2 separate regions of the Mus musculus genome follow, and region 2 is linked to region 1. A link is a contact called in public Hi-C data. All regions are on one chromosome and are shown on one strand. The core of a region is the stretch at or near the end of the contact, and the rest is flanking DNA. Distances in the headings are between cores, read along the strand shown. Region 1 overlaps Col15a1 (collagen, type XV, alpha 1). Region 2 overlaps Tgfbr1 (transforming growth factor, beta receptor I).

What was found. A called contact is a pair of places that touch in the nucleus more often than the background predicts.
Region 2: a Hi-C map of bone marrow-derived macrophages shows a contact between it and region 1, with 53 read pairs. The contact joins two enhancer-like sites. A contact is called at or near these places in 6 of 484 Hi-C or Micro-C datasets (the MC3T3-E1 cell line, MC3T3-E1-derived osteoblasts, bone marrow-derived macrophages and 3 more), 5 of 115 datasets of contacts at active chromatin or transcription factors (the HPC-7 cell line, the SCID.adh cell line, microglia and 2 more) and 3 of 9 other capture datasets (adipose tissue, liver and pancreatic islet).

The regions. Positions count from the first base shown.
Region 1 is chr4:47,254,902-47,260,855 of GRCm38.p6, forward strand. It overlaps Col15a1 (collagen, type XV, alpha 1), which reads left to right. Exons shown (of 40, transcript NM_009928.3): 7 at 2,259-2,368; 8 at 3,769-3,903; 9 at 4,951-5,079. Among named protein-coding and RNA genes, the nearest start is that of Gm52733, 5.8 kb to the left of the region's middle. Within about 2 kb of position 3,515, at least 18 of the 459 cell types and tissues checked have an H3K27ac peak or open chromatin away from gene starts, as enhancers often do. A contact at or near this core is called in bone marrow-derived macrophages, where this site is marked.
Region 2 is chr4:47,375,846-47,381,799 of GRCm38.p6, forward strand. The region is part of intron 1 of Tgfbr1 (transforming growth factor, beta receptor I); the gene reads left to right. It also overlaps a transcript of Gm32435 not described here. Among named protein-coding and RNA genes, the nearest start is that of Gm32435, 4.3 kb to the left of the region's middle. Within about 2 kb of position 2,791, at least 3 of the 459 cell types and tissues checked have an H3K27ac peak or open chromatin away from gene starts, as enhancers often do. A contact at or near this core is called in bone marrow-derived macrophages, where this site is marked.

The DNA.
Region 1 (5,954 bases), core at 2,265-4,764:
GGATTTGTTAAGCAAACACAATGTCCTGTATCCACGTGATGGGGATGAGCTGATGAGTTAAAGACATGCTGTGGAGCCTTCACCATAAGAGTGGATTTCAAAACTACTAAAGCCAACGCTATGAGCACATGTTATTCGCATGTTTGGGGGATGCATTAGCCATTTGGTACAACATCCAGTGTGGGGTAGGACTGCAGGTGGTTTTGATTCTCGCTGTTTAACTTCTGTGTTTCAAAACATCTTTTACGGTAGTAGTGTTCTTGATCTCTTTGCTTCTGCCATTGGCTAATGAGAGTTATTTTAACAACGGAACTTGGGGAGTCTATGGGTAAGACACCAAGAGGACTAGACAGGGAAATTATAAATAATTTAATAATGTTACAATGAAACTAAGGAGTCTTGAAGATGTGGCAGTAGGAAGCCGGGAGGGCAGAAGGAATGCCAGCCAGCTTTGAGAGAAGCCCTCCGCGGTTGCCTATTTGCATTGGGGCATGGCTGAGATTGCAACCTTTCTTAATTCTCGTTGGTGAATTGTAACCATCCATGCTTCCTGGTGAATGAGAGGGTAGGCTGCACTGTGGTTTCCATGCTCCTAGCAACACAGAAACATCATCAGGCATGGATACTGTTGTGTTGGTCTGAGTAGGGCAATAGGCAGGGTGGCTTTTCCAGTCTGAGAAGGCAAGATCTAAATGGAGGCCGAGACTTCCACCTGAGAAGAGCCTCTCACCGATACCCAGTAACAGCTTTGCTCCTCATCTAGCTGACAGACGGCCAGAGGGAAACCCAGAGCTAGCCCAAGTGCTCCTTTTCTTGGTGAGTTAACAGCCCGGATGGTGGAGAGAAGGAAGCCTGTAGCCCAAGTACCATCTGCCTGGCTCTCTGATAATTGAGGCTTTCTGACAGTGTCTGCCCCAGCTCCAGCCAGGGTAGCTGCTTGTATAGCACCCCCTGGTGGTCAGAGCAGGGAGGATCCAAGCACAGGCCAATGCGGGACAGAACACTCCTGGAGTTCTCAGTGGTCACACAGGGGCTGCTGAAGATGTGAGGGGACATGTGAATGCTACACGTATGAAGAAAGTCTTGCATGGAGACAAGCTTGTCTGTCTTACCAGCTGCTCCCAGTCACTACTTTTGCTGTGATTTTGCTCCTCTGCAGAAGGGTAATCAGGATAAGACAGATTTGGTAGCACAGGCCTGTAATCCCAGCCAATTAGGAGACGACAACAGGAATATATCATAAGTTCAAGGCCAGTCTAGGCAACTTAGTGAAACCCTTTCTCAAAATAAAACACCCGCACCCGCACACGCACACGCACAAAGAGGGCCAGAGATACAGCGTAGTAATAGAGTACTTCTTAGCTTGCAGGACATCCAATGCTAAGTCTTTAACACTACTACTAATACTAGTAATTAATAATAATTATTATTACTATTTTAAAGTTGTGATTAGAGCAAGATACCTGCCTTGGAGTGTTATCAAGGAAGCTGAGAATGAGGAAATCTGGTCTGGCAGGAGGTTGGTGGCACAGCGAATAGCCATTCAGAGCCCTCTCCACAAATGTGTATTCAGTCTTCATAGGGTTGTAGGAACAGCGGTGAGACCGACGACGAAATGATAATCTCTTCTCTTTCCACTCCTGTAATCTGGAAGAAGCCAACATTCAGCACTGTGATTTAGCGGTATATGCACATAATTATTTAAACACCTACACAAACAATATGTGTGCTAGGTAATATTTACTACATAGCATACATATGTAATAGAATAATCACACAGAATGATAGAAAACACGTGCACGCATAGGTAGTCACCTTTCTCTTCCGTGAGTATAGAACTCCAATGCTAATGAGTATTTGTGAGTGACTTGCTATGTGCCTGGCACTGTCCAGTACACTTTCCTCAAATCATCTCGGTCGGATAATACAGAGTCATCAGAATAGTTTCTACCCTCCGAGGTAGGAATCATGATCCCCACTCATAGATGGAGGAACTTGGGACACAGGTTAAGTATCTGCCCCACGTCACATTCTGGGGCATGGCAAAGCATGATTTCAGGCAGCAAGAGGTGCCAGCACGCATGATGGAAGCCACCAGGCCCTAGGTCCTTGTCCCGTTCTCTAGGCTGCCTCTTCCCTCCTGGTCCTCTATCTCGGAGTCATTGACATCTTCCCAAGTTACTATGTACAAAGTTGCCGTGTTCTCTTCCGAGACTGCAAAGCATAGTTATTGACATCACAATTTCTGCTCCCTGTAGGGTCTGGTGAGATCCTGAATGATACGCTGGAGGTCCATGCGATGGATGGGGACCCTGGTACTGATGATGGTTCAGGGGATGGAGCCTTGTTGAACGTCACTGATGGTCAGGTGAGTGAATGAGTGGTAAACTTTATTCGATAGCCTAACGGGGGGGGGGTGTTCATGGAGAGGTCTTAGTTGAATGTCACCAGGACTGATGTCCTGTGGTATGGAAAGAGCACAGTGGTCAAGCTCCAGGGACACACCAGCGAGGGTGGAGGAGAAACCACCCCAGCTTGTCTTCACCCATGATTGGCGATAAATACAAATGTAGCATGCTCATGATGTATGGGATCCTTATGAAGACCGCAGGACAGGACAGGGTCAACTGCAGGCTTGCCCACGCCCTCCTTAGCAATTGTCTTTCATCTTTACAAAGCCAGTTTGAGAAATGGCTTGATCTGATAGGGGCAGAGCACCATCTTCTCAACTCCAGCATTTGTGTACACACACACATGATTTGTGTACACTCACGCATGAAGGCCTGAGTGTGGATACTCAGCCCATGAAAGAGCTGGTGGCAGTGACGGGTCTGTTACCCCAGTATGAGTGCCAGGGAGTCAGGTAAAAGGATCCTAGACGCTTGGTAGCCATTCAGCCTCCTAGAACTGGTAAGCTCCAGAGTTAGCAAGAGACGCTGTCTCAAAAATAAGGCGGAGAGCCATGGGTGAAGACTCCCATGCGCTCATACATACATGAACATGACCATATACACATGTGCACTCAGACCTAATTCACCCCACATGAAACCCTAGAAAACAAAAATAACATGCCATCCCCACATCCTATGTAAACCACTATATAGACCAGGCTACTGTCTTCAACCTCACAGAAATTTGCCTGTCTCTATCTCCTGTGTGCAGGGGTTAAATGTGTGCACCATCGTTCCTGGCAAATATGTGGCATTTTATGACACCGGCAGCTACAGCTGTTCCATTTCCCCATTTGTTCTGAGACCTTGTAGACATCTTTTCTTTTCCCAGAGGAAACTAAATGACAGAGAAAGAGAGAAAGGCAGGTTAGCACTGGCGTGCACTGGGGACAGAGTCCTGCCTGCACATAGCTGAAACCACAAGAGCAATGTCATTATACTTATGTCTGGATAGATGTACAGGAGTGGTCACAGGAGGTCTGTGTGTCTAAACAGTGTCCAGAGCTGGAGCCAGCTGACTCAGGAATCAGTGACCTATGGTCACCCAGTGTGTAAACAGACGTTGGCATGAAATGTGAGACATCAATGTCTCGGAGATGTCCTCTGTCCCCTGGATTTTGCAAGTCTGGGACTGGTCTGAGACTTCTGTGGTGAAGTCACAAATGTGGAGGTTCCTAAGGTCAGGGAGCTGCAGGGATGTCAGCTGGCAGGGTGTATGTAGGTGGAAGACCCAGGTACTCAGTTCTCTCCAGCCATAGGCTTGTTGATCAGAGCTAAGGGACCAACAGCAGGGTCTCTCACCATGTCCTGTTTTCAGGGGTTATCAGCAACAGCAACTGGGGAGGCCAGTGTGCCTGTCACCACTGTCCTGGAAGCAGAGAATGGCAGTATGCCCACTGGGAGCCCCACCCTGGCCATGTTTACCCAGAGCATCAGGGAAGTGGACACTCCGGTGAGTAGCTTAAGCATACTTCCCCTGCTAGGGCTTGTTCCTGGTAGAAGCAGGCACTAGCCTCCTGTCTACACAATGCAGAGTAGCAATACTATGGGGCGAATCCAGGTGGGCACGAGCAACTGGCTGCAGGGCATTCACTCACTGGGAGAGGCTTGTAGAGCATTGTGCCACACCAGGCACTGGTCCTGCTAGCCAGGACTGATGGTCAATAGGATAGGCTGAGTTCCCAAGACACAATGATTAAGGGACATAGAAGTCCCCAAAACAACTTGTGAGTATAGAAAAGGGGTTCAGAAAGGTAGAAGGTGAACCTGAGAGTCTGAGGGAAGTATCCAGGCCAATGGCATAGGTAGATGTTATAGGTGAGGGTTAGAGGAGCAAAGACCCAGAGGCCACACAAGAACTGATGAAGTACAGGGTGCCTTTGGGGTCTGCAGGGGAATGGGGGGGACATCCTGATGTCACCTAAAGCTGAGAAGATGGATCTGGAGAGGCCCAGTACATGAAGGCTTCTGCTGGGCAGCCTGACAACCTATAGTGAAGTTGCAGCCATTGAAAGGAGAGGGTGGAGAGATCTTCATAGGATTAGGATTCTAGAACAACTGCTTTGGCCTAAATGGAGAAAGGACAGAGGAGTCTGGCCTGGGTACAGGGGCACAGGTCCAGGCTGAATCCAGGTCCAGGTGAACATGGGTGGCCATGGACATGTCAGATCTTTTTAAAAGTTCCAGTGAGCAAGGGTCTGGAAAGCATCCATTGATTTTGTCAGCGTGTTTCTGAGTGGCAATGGAGAGGGCAATTTGAAATGTGGAGGTTCTCAGCCAGGGGAGCAGGAGGCAGGAAGCAATCAGGTGATTTGGTGGTTGGCAGTTGGGGGTGGTGAGGTCAGAGACTAAGGGCAGTTAGATGTGCCTGTCCTTTGAAAGTGAGCGGGCACAGGACACAGGTACAAGAGAGGCCTTGGCTATCTGTCCCCTAAAGCCACAGGCATGGGTCAAAGTGGTGGTCCACTAGTCTGGACCTTCGGGATATCTTTCCATCCAGGATCCAGAAAATCTAACAACAACAGCATCAGGGGATGGTGAGGTGCCCACCAGCACTGATGGGGACACAGAGGCTGACAGCTCGCCCACTGGAGGGCCAACCCTGAAGCCAAGAGAAGAGGCCACTCTGGTAAGGAGTAAGGCGAGCTGGAATAGCCTTCTTGCAGTGTGTGTCTTACACTCAACAAACTGGGGCAGAGGGGGACACCTCTCTGACCAATGCTAGTTCAGAGGTGGAACTTGCCAGGACTTCTAAGTATACGGCTCAGCCCCTGTAGTCTAGCAGAGTCTGAGAAAAGAGGCAGGTAACCTGTGTGGTTAGAAGAGTAGAGGGGAGTCCTAGGACTGTATGCAGAGCCTTTTGTCCCCACCAGCAGAGGCCAGGGGCCAGGGGTATGCCCTACATGTGAGGGGAAGAGATGATGCTGTTGCTGTGGGTTGGTAGGGTGCAGACAGGCAGGCAGAGCAGGGTGAGGTCAAGGTCATACTGTCTGCAGTGTAGAGAAGGCTGAATATAGGCATCCCAACTGGACAGTGGACCCATCTGTCTCTGTGATGTCCCCATAGAAGCTCTCTACCCATTAGATTCAAACTTGCCTCCTCATGCCACTCCTGGGTTCCCGCCTCATGTGAATGGAGATAGTCTCATTCCAGCTGCTTCACATGAAGTTACCTTCCCTCTTCCTTCTGTCTGATATCCGATGAGAACGGAGTCCTTTTGACTTTTCTACGTAAACCTGTAATTGACTGGTGTGGATCCTGCCTGAGTAATCTTCCCCAGACAGACAGTTATTCACTCACACTCTGTAGTCTCTCACAGAGCCTGGCTGGGTGTTGCCCCTCTTCTTTGAGGCTTTTCTGACCTCGACCTACTGACCCAGATCCTCTGACCTTGACCTACTGACCCAGCTCCTCTGAGACGCCAAGTAGGGTCTGGTCCCTGCCCTTCTTGGCTGCACCTTGGGGCTTCTGTGTGCCAGACCCAAGCCACGGCCTCCTACTTCA
Region 2 (5,954 bases), core at 1,541-4,040, 120 kb after region 1:
CCTTTCAGTTTGATTTTCTGCATCTTGAGTTCTGTGGCTGCTAAAGAGAAGATTCTCTTCCAGGGCACACTTAGAAACCTTTAGATTGTTTATGCACATCTGGAGCCCATCAGAGTCCATTGCTGTCTTTCACTGTATTCTGATATGCTAGAAGTTGGTTCATTTTATCATGGAGCATTCTTTCCTTTGTCAATTTAATTAAGAGATCCTAGGAACAATCATCCAACATCATAATTTTCCTTATTTTTCCACAGTTTGTCAAAAGTTTTATATAGAATCACCAAATCTGTTACCTCTTCCAACTGGTGAATCAGGATAATCAAGTTTAAGTTTGTAAACTGTTCATACCGTGGGTTTTCAGTACTCTCTGAGCTCCTAGGAGAGCTTCAGTGACTGTGTTAGTCACTGAAGTTAAGTATCTGAGCCTATTTCAGATACTTAAAATACTCATCCTTATACTTCTGTTTCTTTAGACCCCACTCTTGGTACCAGTTTTTGTCTTAGGTAGGGTGAATGTTGCTGTGATAAAACACCACAACCAAGTTGGGGAGGAAAGGATTTTATGCTTTTACATCGCTATTCATCATCCAGGCATCAGTAAGGCAGGATAGGAACTCAAAATAGGTCAGGAAGCTAGAGTCAGGAGCTGATGCAGAGGCCATGGAGGAGTGCTGCTTACTGGCTTACTCCACATGGCTTGCTCAGCCTTCTTGCTTATAGAAGCTAGAACCACCAGCCTAAGGATGGCCCACCCACACTGGGCTAAGCCTTCCCACATCAATCGCTGGTCTTATGGAGGCATTTTTTTTTCAGTTGAGGTTTTCTATTCTCTGATGACTCTAGCTGTGTCAGCATAAAAGATGACACAAAGCTAGCCAGGATAACAGAAATACTTGTGTAGGCATAATGTTACTGTATAGTGTATAAAATTATTCTTGTATTATTCAAATGCTGGTTTCTCTGCCACCATATCTTATCACAATCTGGACATGGCATTATAATGCTTATTCTAAGTATCTCCTATTTCAAGTTTGTATAAACATAGCTCTCCATTTATTCTCTGACTTGTCAATCAGCCAGTGCCTGCACAGAAGAGACAATAGGGCTGGGCTTCTTCCAGCCAGGGGAAGGAGTGAGGGTAGGGGTAAGAAGAGTGGGAAAGAAGGGACTTGGTACTACGTAGAAGTTTGGAGAGACACCAGGGAAAAACACCTAGAGCCCAGAAACAGACCAATACTAAAATGCAAATATCTCAGGGATTTTGGCTGGGAAGTAACCACATTAGCTTAGATGATTAGAACAGATCAATGAGTGCCAGGTTATTGTGTTGTAAAGCTAATTAAATAAATCTTACAATGTCTCATTCATTTGGGAGCTAGTCAGGGATAAAGAAAAACTGCCACTTTAAAAAATGCACTTACATACTTGAACATTCATGCTTATAGTTTCACTGTTCATAACAGCCAGAGAATGTAACCACTTAGATGTCCATCAGCAGATAAATGCACATAAACATAGTCCATGTATACAGTGGAATTTTGTTCAGCAGTATCAATTTAGGAAAATGGATAGAACTATAAATCATGTTAAATGAAGTAAACCAGACACAGAATGACAGATGCTGTTTTCTCTCATGTGAGACCTGGATTTAACTGTGTGTATGATAGATCTAGAACAGGGACTGTCAGGATGTGAAGGATCTTACTTTAGAATGCACTGGAATACATAAGACATAAAAAGAGACTATTTGTAAAGGGAAAGGTGATGAGGAGAGGACATGGGTGAATTGCAATATATTGTAATGATACATATGTGTAACAATGCAATAATAACATCCATTACTTTGTATACTAGCTTAAAATGTTTAAAAATGGAAACAAGACCTAGTTTAATTAAAGATATTTTAATTACATTTTTATTTGGGATGTAGTACTTATAAGAGAAAATGTACCCCACTGTACATGTATGTCAGTCAGAGGACAACTTAAGAGTCAGTTTCTCCATCTACCATGTGGGTTCTGGTGATCAAACTCAGGTCCCCAGGCTTGGTGGGAAGTGGCAAAGAGCTACTGAGCATTTTGCCAGCCTCACTTTTTTTTTTTTTAAGATTTATTTATTTATTTATTATATGTAAGTACACTGTAGCTGTCCTCAGACACCCCAGAAGAGGGAGTCAGATCTCATTACGGATGGTTGTGAGCCACCATGTGGTTGCTGGGATTTGAACTCCTGACCTTTGGAAGAGCAGTCGGGTGCTCTTACCCACTGAGCCATCTCTCCAGCCCCCAGCCTCACTTTTACTTTAAAAAATTATTTGTGTGTACTGTGTGTGTGTAGAGTTCAAAAGACAATTTTGGGAGTTGCCAGCCCAAAGCCCTATTTTAATAAAAGAGGAGAGAGGGGGAGGCTGGAGAGATGGCTCATTGGTTAAGAACACACAAACACATGCTATTCTGTCAGAGGACTAAGTTCTGTTCCCAGTACCCATATCAGGTGTGCACAACAGCCTATAACCCTCTCGTCTGGCCTCCCCAGGCACCATATGCACATGACATACACACAGAGGCACTGAAACATACACATAAAGGAAAAACATTAAAATTAAAAATAGGAATGAGATAACCCAGATCTATTTAATAATAAAGTCAGTTATAATTTTAGGGGGAGATAAAGTGCTGAGTTTTGAAACCAAGGTCTTGCACATGCCAGGCATTACCACTGACTACGTCCCTAACCCCTGATTTTTTTTTTTTTTAAGAAGCAATCTTACTGTGTATGTAATTCAGGCTATTTTGGAATTTTGGATTCTCTTGCCTCTGCCTTCTAAGCACTAGAATTAAAAGTGTGCACTACACACTTAGCTTACAGACTTCAACTTGTAAGAAATGAGAATTAAGATATATGTTCATGAGAATCTGTTTCTGTTTAATTTACATAAACTATTTTACTATGTCATATGTCTCAGTCAGGGTTTCTATTACTGAGACGAAACACCATGGCCAAAACAGAAGTTTGGCTTACATTTCCAGATCACAATCCATCATTGGAGGAAGTTAGAACAGGAACTCAAGCAGGGCTGGAACCTGGAGGCAGGAGCTGATGCAAGAGCTCTTAGAGGAGTGCTGCTTACTGGCTTGCTTCCCTGGTTTGTTCTTATAGAACTGAGGACCACCAGCTCAGGGATGGTACCACTCAAATGGGCTGGGCCCTCCCCTATTGATCACTAATTGAGAATATGCTGGATCTCATGTAGGCATTTCCTCAACTGAGGCTTCTTTCTCTGTGATGACTCTAGCTTGTGTCAAGTGGACACACAAAACCAGCCTGTACATCATATAATAGCAATCCTATATTCAGTCATCTGATTTAGTTTGGAAAAATGGAATTTTAAAATTCCCTCAAGACATAAACCCTTGCCTGGCTAAGCATTGTGTTATAGGATGTTTATATTGTCTAGTGACCTTTCTTGTTAAAGACTAGTAAGAGAAGCCCTTCAGCATTGGCGTTTTTCAAAATTTCATCATATGTAGACCTCTTTGAAATGAAAAGTGCAAAACAATTTTTCACACTATTCCTTAAATTGTAAACATGAAACTAGAAAATGTAAAACTTAATGTTTTGGGTTTATTTACAAGTATAAATTAAATCTGTAAATTAGAATCAAGGACAATTACAAATAATAGAATGTAAATTAATACAATTATTTGGTGTGACAATTGATGCTTCTGTTTTATTGTAGAAATAAGATGACCTTAGGTCTGATTCTGTTTTTATATCTGTTTCACTGTTATAACTGCAGTGATAATAAATGCTGCAAGTGGCTGCTCTGGTCAGTAATGTTCAAGATAGTATTAATGACCTCAGGGCTTGTTGGGAAGTTTAGGATAATGAGATCTCATACCTAACCAAAGCTAGGAAGCAGTTCTCAAATATCAGTTTGTTTACTGGAAGATGTGGCTCACATTATACTATAATTGAAGTCTTCACTAAATGGTTTTCTAAACCAATTATTGGAAGTTAGAACAAAAAGTGTTGTTGAATATCACAGCCATATATACTGCTAGTGAATGTTTGCCAAATGTCCTACAAAGAAAGGATTTGTGTAAGGCTTGCATGGACTCGGGGCACTGGCTATTTCAACTCTGCCAGGTTTACATTGTGCTGTGTTTTTAAGTGTTACTTAATCCTGTGATTTAAGTGTTACTTGTATGTTTTTATTGTATACATATTGTGAAGCTGTCTGTATGTAAAGTGTGCCACATGGACACTTGACCAGAATGAGCTTTTCACATAACTATAGAAACAGCAGTGAAAGTTTTGTAATGCTTGTGAAGATAGATGGTGGTTACTCAGGATCCAGAATGTTTGTCATTGTAGATAGATTATCTTTGGAATGAAAATGTCTATGTGACTCATAGACTGCATTTCTCTCCTTGATGTTTGTGACCTCTTGTTTGGGCAACTATTTAGCAAATGTATTTTTCTGATACTATGCTATCTAGAGATCCAGAATAAAACAAGATAGCTCAACACAGCCCTTCCTAAAGTAAGGAGAGACACTAACAACAAACTATATAGACAGATTTGCATGCACCTTCAAGGTATGCAGAAGTATGTGGGGGCAAATGAAACAAACCCCAGTATTTGAAGGGGAGAAGTAAGATCACTTGTGGAAAGGATCTTTGAATAGAATCCTTTGAAGGATAATCTTGAAGGAGGAAGAGACAGAGAAGTGGAATTTGACTAGGCAGAGAGAACTACTAAATCTCTTTGCCAAAATCAACATCATACTTATCTCTTTTTAACAGTGTTCAGTCTTTTTACTTTTCTTGAGTTCCCTTCATACTTGGTTAGAGTTATGTCAAATGACTGAACTCCAGGAAGAAAGAAAATATTCTTTCAATTTACTACTATTATTTATGTGTGAGGAAGAGAACATAGTGGAGGTCAGAAGACAACTTTTTGGGGTTGATTCTTTTCTTCCATCTTTTATATAAGTTTTTGAGATTGAGGTCAAGCCAGCAGGTTATGTGGCAAGTGCATCTCATTCTGAAGATGTTTTATAATGGTCAAATAAAACTTGGTAATCTCTTAAAATAATAGACAAGTGTGCTGGTTGCAGCAGAAACCTTTTTAAGCATTCTCGAAAAGAACCTGGTGTTCTTGAGTTAAGAGTTTAGCTATCAAGTCAGTTCAGGATCCCCAAACACCATTAGCTATGATGCTTTGGTAGAAGGACTCACAGTGAGACCGGGTTGGAAGACAGAAAAAAGTAAAAGGATGTAAGAAGGAAAAGAAGTCAGAAACATGATTTGATAAACTCAGAATTGCTACAGAGAATACTTTTTTTTTCCTAAAATCATCTCAAACAAGATGCTCCAGATAACAAGCTATGCTTACTTAGAGCTTGGATGTTTCCTAAATCTAATGAAACCACTTATGGTTTCACTTGAAGGGAATTCTTAGCCTGCTGTCATGGTTCTCTGTGGAAGGGAGTGGTGGTAGGGTTGTTTAGGCCTATAATACCACTACACCACAACAATGGGAGGTGAGGCAGGAGGATAGCAAATTGGAGGCCTGCCTCGGCCACTTACCAGGTATGTGTCTCAAGGTTTTGAAAATGCAAAAAGGCTTCAGGATATATAGTTCAGTACTTAGTGATACTGTGTTTGCCAAGCATAATAAGGCCAAAAATTCAAAAAGGTAATTCCCTAAGTTAATAGAAAGATGTACTGTGGCTCATATATTTACTTGATATTTTAAACTTAAATTTTGAGATTTGCTTATTAATCTTTAAGTCTTGTAGATTAAATTGTATGAACAATAAAAATACCTCAAGAAGCTCTTTATAATTTTGGAGGTATACTGTTCTTGTCCTAGATGAATTTCTGCCTGAATAAATTTTCTGCTTTTGATTCACGCTGGCTCACCTTGAGATTCATTCCTTTTTGCCT